Regions from separate parts of the Mus musculus genome. Here region 1 is linked to region 2. The links are chromatin contacts, called in public Hi-C maps. All regions are on one chromosome and are shown on one strand. The core of a region is the stretch at or near the end of the contact, and the rest is flanking DNA. Distances in the headings are between cores, read along the strand shown.

Evidence for each region. Hi-C and Micro-C count contacts between places; a contact is called where the count stands out from the background.
Region 1: a contact with region 2 is called in a Hi-C map of the C2C12 cell line, with 2.8 times the contacts expected there. The contact joins two enhancer-like sites. A contact is called at or near these places in 6 of 39 promoter capture datasets (the 3T3-L1 cell line, embryonic stem cells, hippocampal neurons and 1 more), 2 of 15 datasets of contacts at CTCF or cohesin (embryonic stem cells and large pre-B cells), 11 of 484 Hi-C or Micro-C datasets (the C2C12 cell line, cerebral cortex, cranial neural crest and 5 more), 3 of 115 datasets of contacts at active chromatin or transcription factors (embryonic fibroblasts, embryonic stem cells and heart atrium) and 1 of 9 other capture datasets (embryonic stem cells).

What each region holds. Positions count from the first base shown.
Region 1 is chr17:43,751,719-43,756,230 of GRCm38.p6, forward strand. No RefSeq gene overlaps it. Among named protein-coding and RNA genes, the nearest start is that of Gm41581, 9.3 kb to the left of the region's middle. Within about 2 kb of position 2,778, at least 25 of the 459 cell types and tissues checked have an H3K27ac peak or open chromatin away from gene starts, as enhancers often do. A contact at or near this core is called in the C2C12 cell line, embryonic fibroblasts and muscle stem cells, where this site is marked.
Region 2 is chr17:43,704,893-43,709,412 of GRCm38.p6, forward strand. All of the region lies in intron 7 of Cyp39a1 (cytochrome P450, family 39, subfamily a, polypeptide 1), which reads left to right. Among named protein-coding and RNA genes, the nearest start is that of Gm25783, 8.8 kb to the left of the region's middle. Within about 2 kb of position 2,464, at least 27 of the 459 cell types and tissues checked have an H3K27ac peak or open chromatin away from gene starts, as enhancers often do. A contact at or near this core is called in the C2C12 cell line, embryonic fibroblasts and muscle stem cells, where this site is marked.

The DNA of each region.
Region 1 (4,512 bases), core at 1,528-4,027, 47 kb after region 2:
CCCTGGCGTTCCCCTGTACTGGGACATATAAAGTTTGCAAGACCAAGGGGCCTCTCTTCCCAATGATGGCCGACTAGGCCATCTTCTGCTACATATGCAGCTAGAGACACGAGCTCTGGGGATACTGGTTAGTTCATATTGTTGTTCCACCTATAGGGTTGCAGATCCCTTCAGCTCCTTGGGTGCTTTCTCTAGCTCCTCCATTGGGGGCCGTGTGATCCATCCAATAGCTGACTGTGAACATCCACTTCTGTATTTGCCAATTTTTTTTTATCATATGTAATATTCTTGTATTAACTGGAGTTTCCTGGAGTCAGAGCCTGAGACTGACTTGTATGCAGATAGTTTACTTGGGAGGCAGGAGACAAAGGGCAGGAAGCTAATAAGCCCAAGGCCTGTATCAGCAGGCTGTATGTGTAGCATCAAGGGTTCAGTTTGGGACAAGCTGAGAAGTCTCCAGCCATTGTTCAGCTGAAGGGTAAGAGGCGCGGAGACTGAACACTGAGCGGCGACTGTTAAGCTGTGCTCTGAGGGCAGGAGCCTGCAGGCTCTACAGCTTTGCATGGGTAGTTACTCTCCAGCTCGCCATCGTAGTAAGCAGATGAGCCTGAGCTTGTCTGGATTTTCTGAATCCGTGAACTGGGCTGAGGCTGAGGGGACTTGGCACAGGGGCACAGAGACATCTGATGAGTTCTGCTCCTTGCCTTTCTCAGATCCGTTAGTGCCTTGCTTAGATCCACCACACCATTGTCAGCATGGTGGCCGCCACATGGAGCCTTTTTAGGTTTGGCTGAAGCTGCCTTCATAGTGTTTTAAGCATGGGCCTAAGGATTTCTCCACTCATGATGAACAAGAGAATGTTTTGCTGAGTCTAAGACGAACTTTGTAAGTGGCCAGATAAGACAGGTATGAGCTGTGTGGTGGTGGAACACAGCATCCTGTACAGCTTGCAATCCAGACTTCTATCTGCTCGTAGTATCGCCACTCACACCAAGAGCTACAAAATCATGTTTGTTGGAATCTCCTAACAGTCTCAGAGATGGTGGAGCAGATGAGGAGCCAGAAAGGAAGTGCTGATAACTCCCAAGAGTCCTTGAGGGATGCAGGAGAGGTTCTTCTGGCCCCCTTGGGTCCCTCTGTCTTAAGGAGTTGGTTTCCTCTTAGCATGGGTGCTCTGTAGTAAGCATCAAATCTTTTTGGCTTCTGAGTCTTGTGCTCATCTGTACTGGAAAGAGACCAGCAAGCATTAGAAGCCACTGTAAAGACTGGAGTAGCTCCAAGACTGCATTGAGTCCTATAAGTAATTGGATTGGATCCAACTGGAGGCCTCGGCTGTCTGACTGCTTGAGAGAGGCACTGGCAATAAGAGCACTTGCCTAGGGAAAGGTGAATCTTGGCTTTCCAGAATCTGCAGGGACTTTATGTTATAGCCTCTGTTTTTCTTGCCCTTGGATGCATATGACAAACTGCTTAAACCCTGGCAAAATGAAGATGATAATGAGAGCTACCCAGTATGCATCTGTCTGTATTTCTGGGTCATGTACATGAACATGTGAATGTATATGTGTGAATCTACTAAAATAATTTGAAGAGCTTATTACATTGCTTAATTTTCTCTTGCTGTGATAAAACACTATGACCAAAGTAACTTATACATGGAAGGGTTTATTTCGGCTTATGGTTCCAGAGGGATGAGACTCCGTCATAGCAGGGAACCAGGGCTTCAGGAGTAGGAAGCTGAGAGTTCTTATCTTAAACAGCAGACAGAAAACAGAGAGAGTACACCCACCCGAAGTAACATATTTCCTCTGACAAATGCTGCACCACTTCCCAAACACTGGCGCCAACTGGTGACCATATTCAAATACCTGAGCCCACAGGGGACATTTTCATCCAAACCACCCTAGAGCTCTGTTTAACTGCCTGAAAGGAAAAAAAAGTTATTAATTATAGATTTTTCAATACAATCTTTAATATCTTATTTTTATTTTGTTATTTTATATACATTGTTATAGTTCTTGCTTGTATGTGTGTGTGAGGGTGTCAGATTCCCTGAAACTAAAGTTATAGTTTTGAGCTGCCCCATGGGTGCTGGGAACCAAACTCTGGTCCTTTGGACGAGGACCTTTACCACTGAGCCATCTCTCCAGCCCCTAATTACAGATTTTTAAGTTATATTTACTAGTTAAACAAACTGTCGTGTTCCCTTTATATATTAGGCCACAAAGATAAGATTTAGCCATGCAGAGAAATGTACAAGAATGAATTCTTTCATACATAAAATTTATGAGAGTGGAAAGAGAAGAAAGGGATTTGTGTTTGACTGTTGGAATTGAATCTCTACTTCTTTGATGTCTGGATTTGATCATTGTTAGATAGCATTTCCTGTTGTCCAGTCTGGCACGAAACTGACTATCTGATGATGCTGCCTTTGAACTACTGATCCTCCCGTGCCCGCATCCCAAATCCAGACATTACAGGCATGCACAAACATGGCTGACTCCATTTATGGTGCTTTGATACTTCCTTGATTTGTCAATGAGCTGAGGCCTACAAAAGTAGGGCCTGCCACAGGGCTTCCTCGGTCTTTGGATGAATCTTATACAAGTTGTATATTTGGTTGGGAGGCTCTGGGACCTGGGCAGATGGTCAGTGTGAAGTCTTGGGATACAGATGTTTTTGTAATAGCTGGGCTGCCAGCTACCAAGTGAACTAGGCCGGGTGTGGCTGCTTCTATATTTTCTGCCTAGAACTGCCTCCTTGCTGCCCTTGCTGGGAACTGTTAGGTTAGATCACACCACCATCACCACAGCTTCTTGTTGTTAGTCATGGTTTTATCACCTTGTGTGTAAATCAAAAGTCCTCCCAAAGCCTGCCCTCCCTTCCTTCCTTCCTTCCTTCCTTTTCCTTCCTTCTCCTCCCTCCTTTCCTTCTTCCTTCCCAAAGCAGTGTGATTCTGATTCAATTTTAAAGTCCATTTTTTTCAAGTATTTTCTTCATCTCCCTGTCATTACTAGGAAGCCAGCACACCATGGAGAAGAGATACGGTCGTGAAAATAACTCTCTCCTTCCAGCTTGTGTTGTCAAGCTTTTGCAGTGATTTCACTCTGAGAGCAGCTACTAAATTCCATTCACATTCTGTCGCCTCCCATGGGAATCATCTTCGGATCTTCTGAGTCAGGGAGAGGAAGTGCAGTCCATGCCACAGGGTTTGCACACAGTTGCATCCCAATAGCTGCCGACTTAACTGCCAGGTGGCAGTGATCAACCTGGCTAGTGCCTGACCATTAGGTATAGTTACAGGGAAAGTGAATGGTATTTTCACCTTCCAGACATCCTTCTAGAAAATTCATTCTTGTGAATCATTCCTTCACTAGACTAGCTCAGCTCTCTGCTTGCATCCACAATAACCATCTGTTACTTCCAGCTTCTTGTATTCTCTCTCTCTCTCTCTCTCTCTCTCTCTCTCTCTCTCTCTCTTTCTCTGTCTCTCTCTCCCTCCCCCCATCCTCTCTCTCTCATCCTGCCCTGAGATTTTTGGGAAATATTAGCATACATCCTAAAGGTATATGAGTAGGTTTCATCCTTTCTCAATTTAGACAGCAACAGAATGCAGATATCTGTATGCACAGGGGATGCTTTAAGGAACTGCTGCTGTGCAGGACAGAGTGGCTGAACAGTTGTGCTCCCTTCAGTGCTCAGTGTCCTACAGTGTCCTAGCCATAACTTCCTGAATATATAGGAGATAGTGTAACCAGTGGGGCATCTGCAGTCAGATATATGTATATATATGTATAAACACACATATATGTATATGTGTAATGTATGTGTAAGTGCATGTGTATGTGTAAGTGTAAGTGCATGTGCATGTGTAAGTGTAAGTGTATGTGTATGTGCATGTGTATGTGTAAGTGTATGTGCATGTGTATGTGTAAGTGTAAGTGCATGTGACTGTGTAAGTGTATGTGTATGTGTAAGTGCATGTGTATGTGTAAGTGTAAGTGCATGTGTATGTGTAAGTGTATGTGTAAGTATATGTGTAAGTGCATGTGTATGTGTAAGTGTAAGTGCATGTGTATGTGTAAGTGTATGTGTAAGTGTATGTGTAAGTGTAAGTGTATGTGTAAGTGTAAGTGCATGTGTATGTGTAAGTGTATGTGTAAGTGTATGTGTAAGTATATGTGTAAGTGCATGTGTATGTGTAAGTGTAAGTGCATGTGTATGTGTAAGTGTAAGTGTATGTGTAAGTGTATGTGTAAGTGTAAGTGTAAGTGTATGTGTAAGTGTATGTGTAAGTGCATGTGTATGTGTAAGTGTAAGTGTATGTGTATGTGTACGTGTATGTGTATATCCCCACTGCATCTTTTAACCCAGAGAGGCAACATTTCACGCTGCAGACCCTCTGTGCCTCTGGTATGGAGCCACTTTTTTCTATACCTGTTTTTCCTCTGCAGAACAAGGTGCCTTTTCCCATTGCATGGGATCTCCCCAAATGCTCCTACCGACCGAAGG
Region 2 (4,520 bases), core at 1,214-3,713:
TAGCTTTTTCTTCCCCCTTTTCTGCTTCTTTTTTATTCATGTGTAAATATGTGTATGTGTCCGTGTCCATGTCCGTGTGTGTGTGTGTGTCCGTGTGTGTGTGTGTGTGTCCGTGTGTGTGTGTGTGTGTTTGTGTGTGTGACGTGGAAATGCATGCACTGCACTAGTAGCTGTACAGAGAACACTGCAGAGGCCAAAGGAGGGCGTCAGGTGTTCTCCGACTAGCTCCACTGGGTCACTGTGGCAGGATCTCTGGCTGAGCTTGGAGCTTGTATTTTCTCAGCTAGCCTAGAAGCCTGCAGATCTCCAGCATCCCCCATCTCCACCTATTTTGCTGCTGGCGTGACAGGCATTTGCCAGACTCCTGGCTTACTTTGGTTCTGAAATCCAAACTTCAATCCTTATGCTTGCACAGCAAGCTCTCTTAGCTTAGACGAGTCTCTCCCTCCCACAGCTGGCAATTTTAAACTATAATGCAACGATTACCCGAAGTCTCTATGTGCTGGCCAGAAACAAATGCTCATTCCCTTTATCGTTATTTTTTTTTAATTAAAGAATCTACAAAGTGATAGTTCAATGAGACTTGGATTCTCTGTTCCTTTTCTTTTTCTTTTTTAAAAAATGTATTTATTTAATGCATATGAGCATCCTTTCACTGACACACCAGAAGAGGGCATCAGATCCAATTACAGATGGTTGAGAGCTACCATGTGGTTGCTGGAAATTGAACTCATGACCTCTGGAAGAGCAGGCAGTGCTCTTAACCACTTAGCCATCTCTCCAGCCACGGATTCTCTGTTTCAATGAAGTTTCCCCCAAATATCTATCTCCTGTGAAGTTTCACCTCTTCTCAGAAGGGTGTGCATTGCTTTGCCTACACAACTGAAGAATAAAATTAAATTACTTAACTCTTGGCTTTAAGTTAAACTATATATTAAATTATGTTATTATTTATTCTTTTAAACGTACATTTTTGTTTTGCTTTGTTTTTGAGATAGGGTTTTCTGTGTATCCCAGGCTAGCCTAGGCTCACCTCTGATTTGCAGGACTCCTTCCAAGTGCTGGGAGCAGAGGCTGTACCACCAGCGCGGCTGTCAGTTTGTCTGAGTAGCTTCCCACTCGCCCACCACTGGGGTCTGCTTTCCGCATCCTGGTGGAACACTGACATGCATGTTTCGATGCTTCCTGAACTATCTGTTCACTTCACCTTGCGTTGTCTTCTCCAGGTAGCAGTGAAGTACCGCTGGTCCTCAGACGCCTAGTCAGGTCAGCAGGTGCACGCCCGTTCCTTGGCAGGCCACCTAAACCAACCTGCGCTTTTAATCTTTAGTTTCTGTGTGCACTGTGTTAGAAGCCATTTTCTTTCTTCATTTAGGAGTTCCTCGCTGGGAATTTGCCCGTCAGCAGTGCTTGCTCAGTCTTAACAACAAGCAGACAGCGGGCGGATAAAAATTACCAGAGTTCGATATTTTTTTCCCCTACACACATCTTATGTTTTATTTCATCAACATTTTTATGTATTTGCTTCAATTTATAACCATGGACCCATGCATTCACAGAACCTTCTCTTTCTACCTATAATCTTATTGTTATTCCACAATGAGATTTATTGTTTAATTTTATGATTCTAATTTAATTACAACCTTTCCCCCTCCAAGCCCTCCCATAGCCCCCTTCACTCTCCTTCAAATTCCTGACTTCTTCAACTGTTATTGCATGCATATATGCATTTGTGTATACATGTTTATTTCTTTATTACCAAGAATAACTTGTTGAGTCTATTCCCTCCCTGAACCCCGGTTGATTTACAAGGAAGAGGATTCATTAACACAAATACACCTAGGTAGGACTGATTTCTTTTCCTTGAAGTACAAGTCATAAGCCATGCATGCAGAAATGCTCACATGAGGGCTGGAGAGATATCTCCATGGTTAAGAGCCCTCCCTGCTCTTACAGAAGTCGTGAGTACCATTCGCAGTACCACAACAGTTGATCCACAAGTTCCTTTTACCTTCTACTCCAGGGTGTGCAATGCCCTCTTCTGGACTCTGTGGGTACCTGCAGTTCATGAGCACACACCCATACACCAGCATAAGACTAAAAAGAAATCTTAAAAGAAAAAAAAAAAAAGTCTGTTGGTTTAGAGTCAGAGGTAGAGCTGTGAATTTTCATCCACTTAGTCATGAAATTTGTGAGTTTGAAAACACGAGATATCTTAACCACAGCTAATAATATTTTTATGCTTGTTTGTTTTGTTTTTCTTTTGGGCTCCATTGCATTAGGATGGGACAGCGAGCCCAATGGAGCGTACTAACACTGTAGGGTGGCCCTTGACTTGGATAATAAATATAAACATGTCTGCAAACTAGCAAAATCCAAATGAAGCCCAGCCCCAGGCTGACACTGTAGGTGACAATGGTGCTGCCCTCCCTGGCTCCATTAGCTCAGCGTTCCTATTTTAGTATATCCCAACATTTGCACTAACTCCATCTAGTGGTCCAGCGTCACTTGCACACTAACTCAGCTTCTCTCCACTTGGATGCATTCCCCTGTGCTCTTGGCAGCCAATAACAGCATTCTTGAAAGATGCCATCATTCCTCTTCAGCTGACTTCATAATCTTACTCATTATTCTTCCCCAGCTAGCCAGGGCTGTTAACCAGAGTTATGATTGGAATGAATCTTTTTGATTCTTTATGTGACAAATTGGCCCAAATTATGAAGAAAAAAGTCAAGTAATAGAGCCAAGATTACGCTAGAGGAGTTATGATTAGAGGAGACTTAGTTTATTAAAAAGTCTCTATTCCTACTTGAAATTTGATAACCTGAATCTAATATGGGGATTTAGAGACTAATGCATATCATATAGGAAATCTTTCACAGGGCTCATTTTCCTTTGCTAGCCTGGCCTATATAAGCTGGGCTGGGCCTAGGCCACAATAAACTACACAGATGTTTATTGCAACACCAGCCCTGAACACTGTATCTAAGTATTTACAAAAGCAAGAGGTTTCATCTGGCCTAAATTGCATCTTTCCCAGGCTAAATATGTAATTTTATCTTTTTCTCCTTAGCCCTAAAGCTAAAATTGTGCCATTTTGGAACACACACAGACTGAAAACTTCAGCCCAGGACTCCAGCCATGCAGACATCCATGCATGATAATGGGCTGTCTTAGTTAGGGTTCCCACTGCTGTGAAGATACACTATGGCCAAGGCAACTCTTATAAAGGACAACATTTAATTGGGGCTGGCTTACAGGTTTAGAGGTTCAGTCCATTATCATGGTCGGAAGCAGGGCAACACCAAGCAGGCATGGTGCAGGAGGAGCTGAGAGTTCTATGTCTTGATCCCAAGGCAGACAGGAGAAGACTGACTCTGGCCAGACTTAATCATATATAGGAGACCTCAAAGCCCACCCCCACAGTGACACACTTCCTCTAACAAAGCTACACCTCCCAGTAGTGCCACTTCCTAGGGGAAAAGCATTTTCAAACCACCACATTCCACTCCTGGCCCCATAGGTTAGTTCAAACACGTGAGTCTATGGGCGGGGGGCGGGGGTGGGGCATACTTAGCCATAGCATAATGCTAAAACATTTAGTTCAACTTCAGAAGTCCCATAATCTATAACAGTCTCAACAGTTTGAAAGTCCACAGTTCAAGGGCTCCTCTGAGATTCATACAATCTCTTAACTGCAATCCCTTAAAAAAAAATCAAAATCAAAAGGCAGATCATATACTTCCAACATCACAGGATATACATTGCCATCCTAAAATGGCATAGTGAAGAAATAGTGGACCAAAGCAAAACAGGAAACCAGCTGGGCAAACTCCAAACCTCTGCATCTCTGTGACTCTTCAGATTACAATTCCCTTCATCTTTGTTGGCTGCAGCAACTTCTTCCTGTTGTGCTGGTTCCAATCGTAGTTAGCAGCTTGTCTCAACAGATAGCTCATGGCTCTGCGGTCTCAACCATCTTGGGGTATCCAAGGTAACTTCAGCTTTATAGTCTCTTGTTCCAGTGTCTGGGATCCATGCATGATCTTCTGGGCTCCTCCAAAGGATGTGAGTCACTTCTCCAGCTCTGCCTTCTGTAACACTCTAAGCTCTGCTGACTCCACTCCACTGCTGCTGCTTTTCTTGTTGACCATTCCACGAAACTAGTGTCTCCAATTTGCTGGAATCCTCCACTGCAACTACACTTCGCCAATAGCCTCTCATAGGCTCTCTTCATGGTGCCAAGCCTCACATCTTTTGCATGACCCCTTTAGTCCTGGGCTGTCAACTGCAAATGAGGCCGCACCTTCACCAATGCCCTTCCATGGCCTCTCAATGTGCCAAGGCTCAGTTGCTCTCCATGACCCCTTCATGCCTTCAAACTAGTGCCACCTGGGTGACTCTTACACATTACCACCTCTAGCTTCAGCATGAGGTACAATCTTGGATATCTCTGGAACACAGCTTTCTTTGTGTTCTCAGAAAACACTTCCCAGAAGATTTCACCTCAATGATGCTGG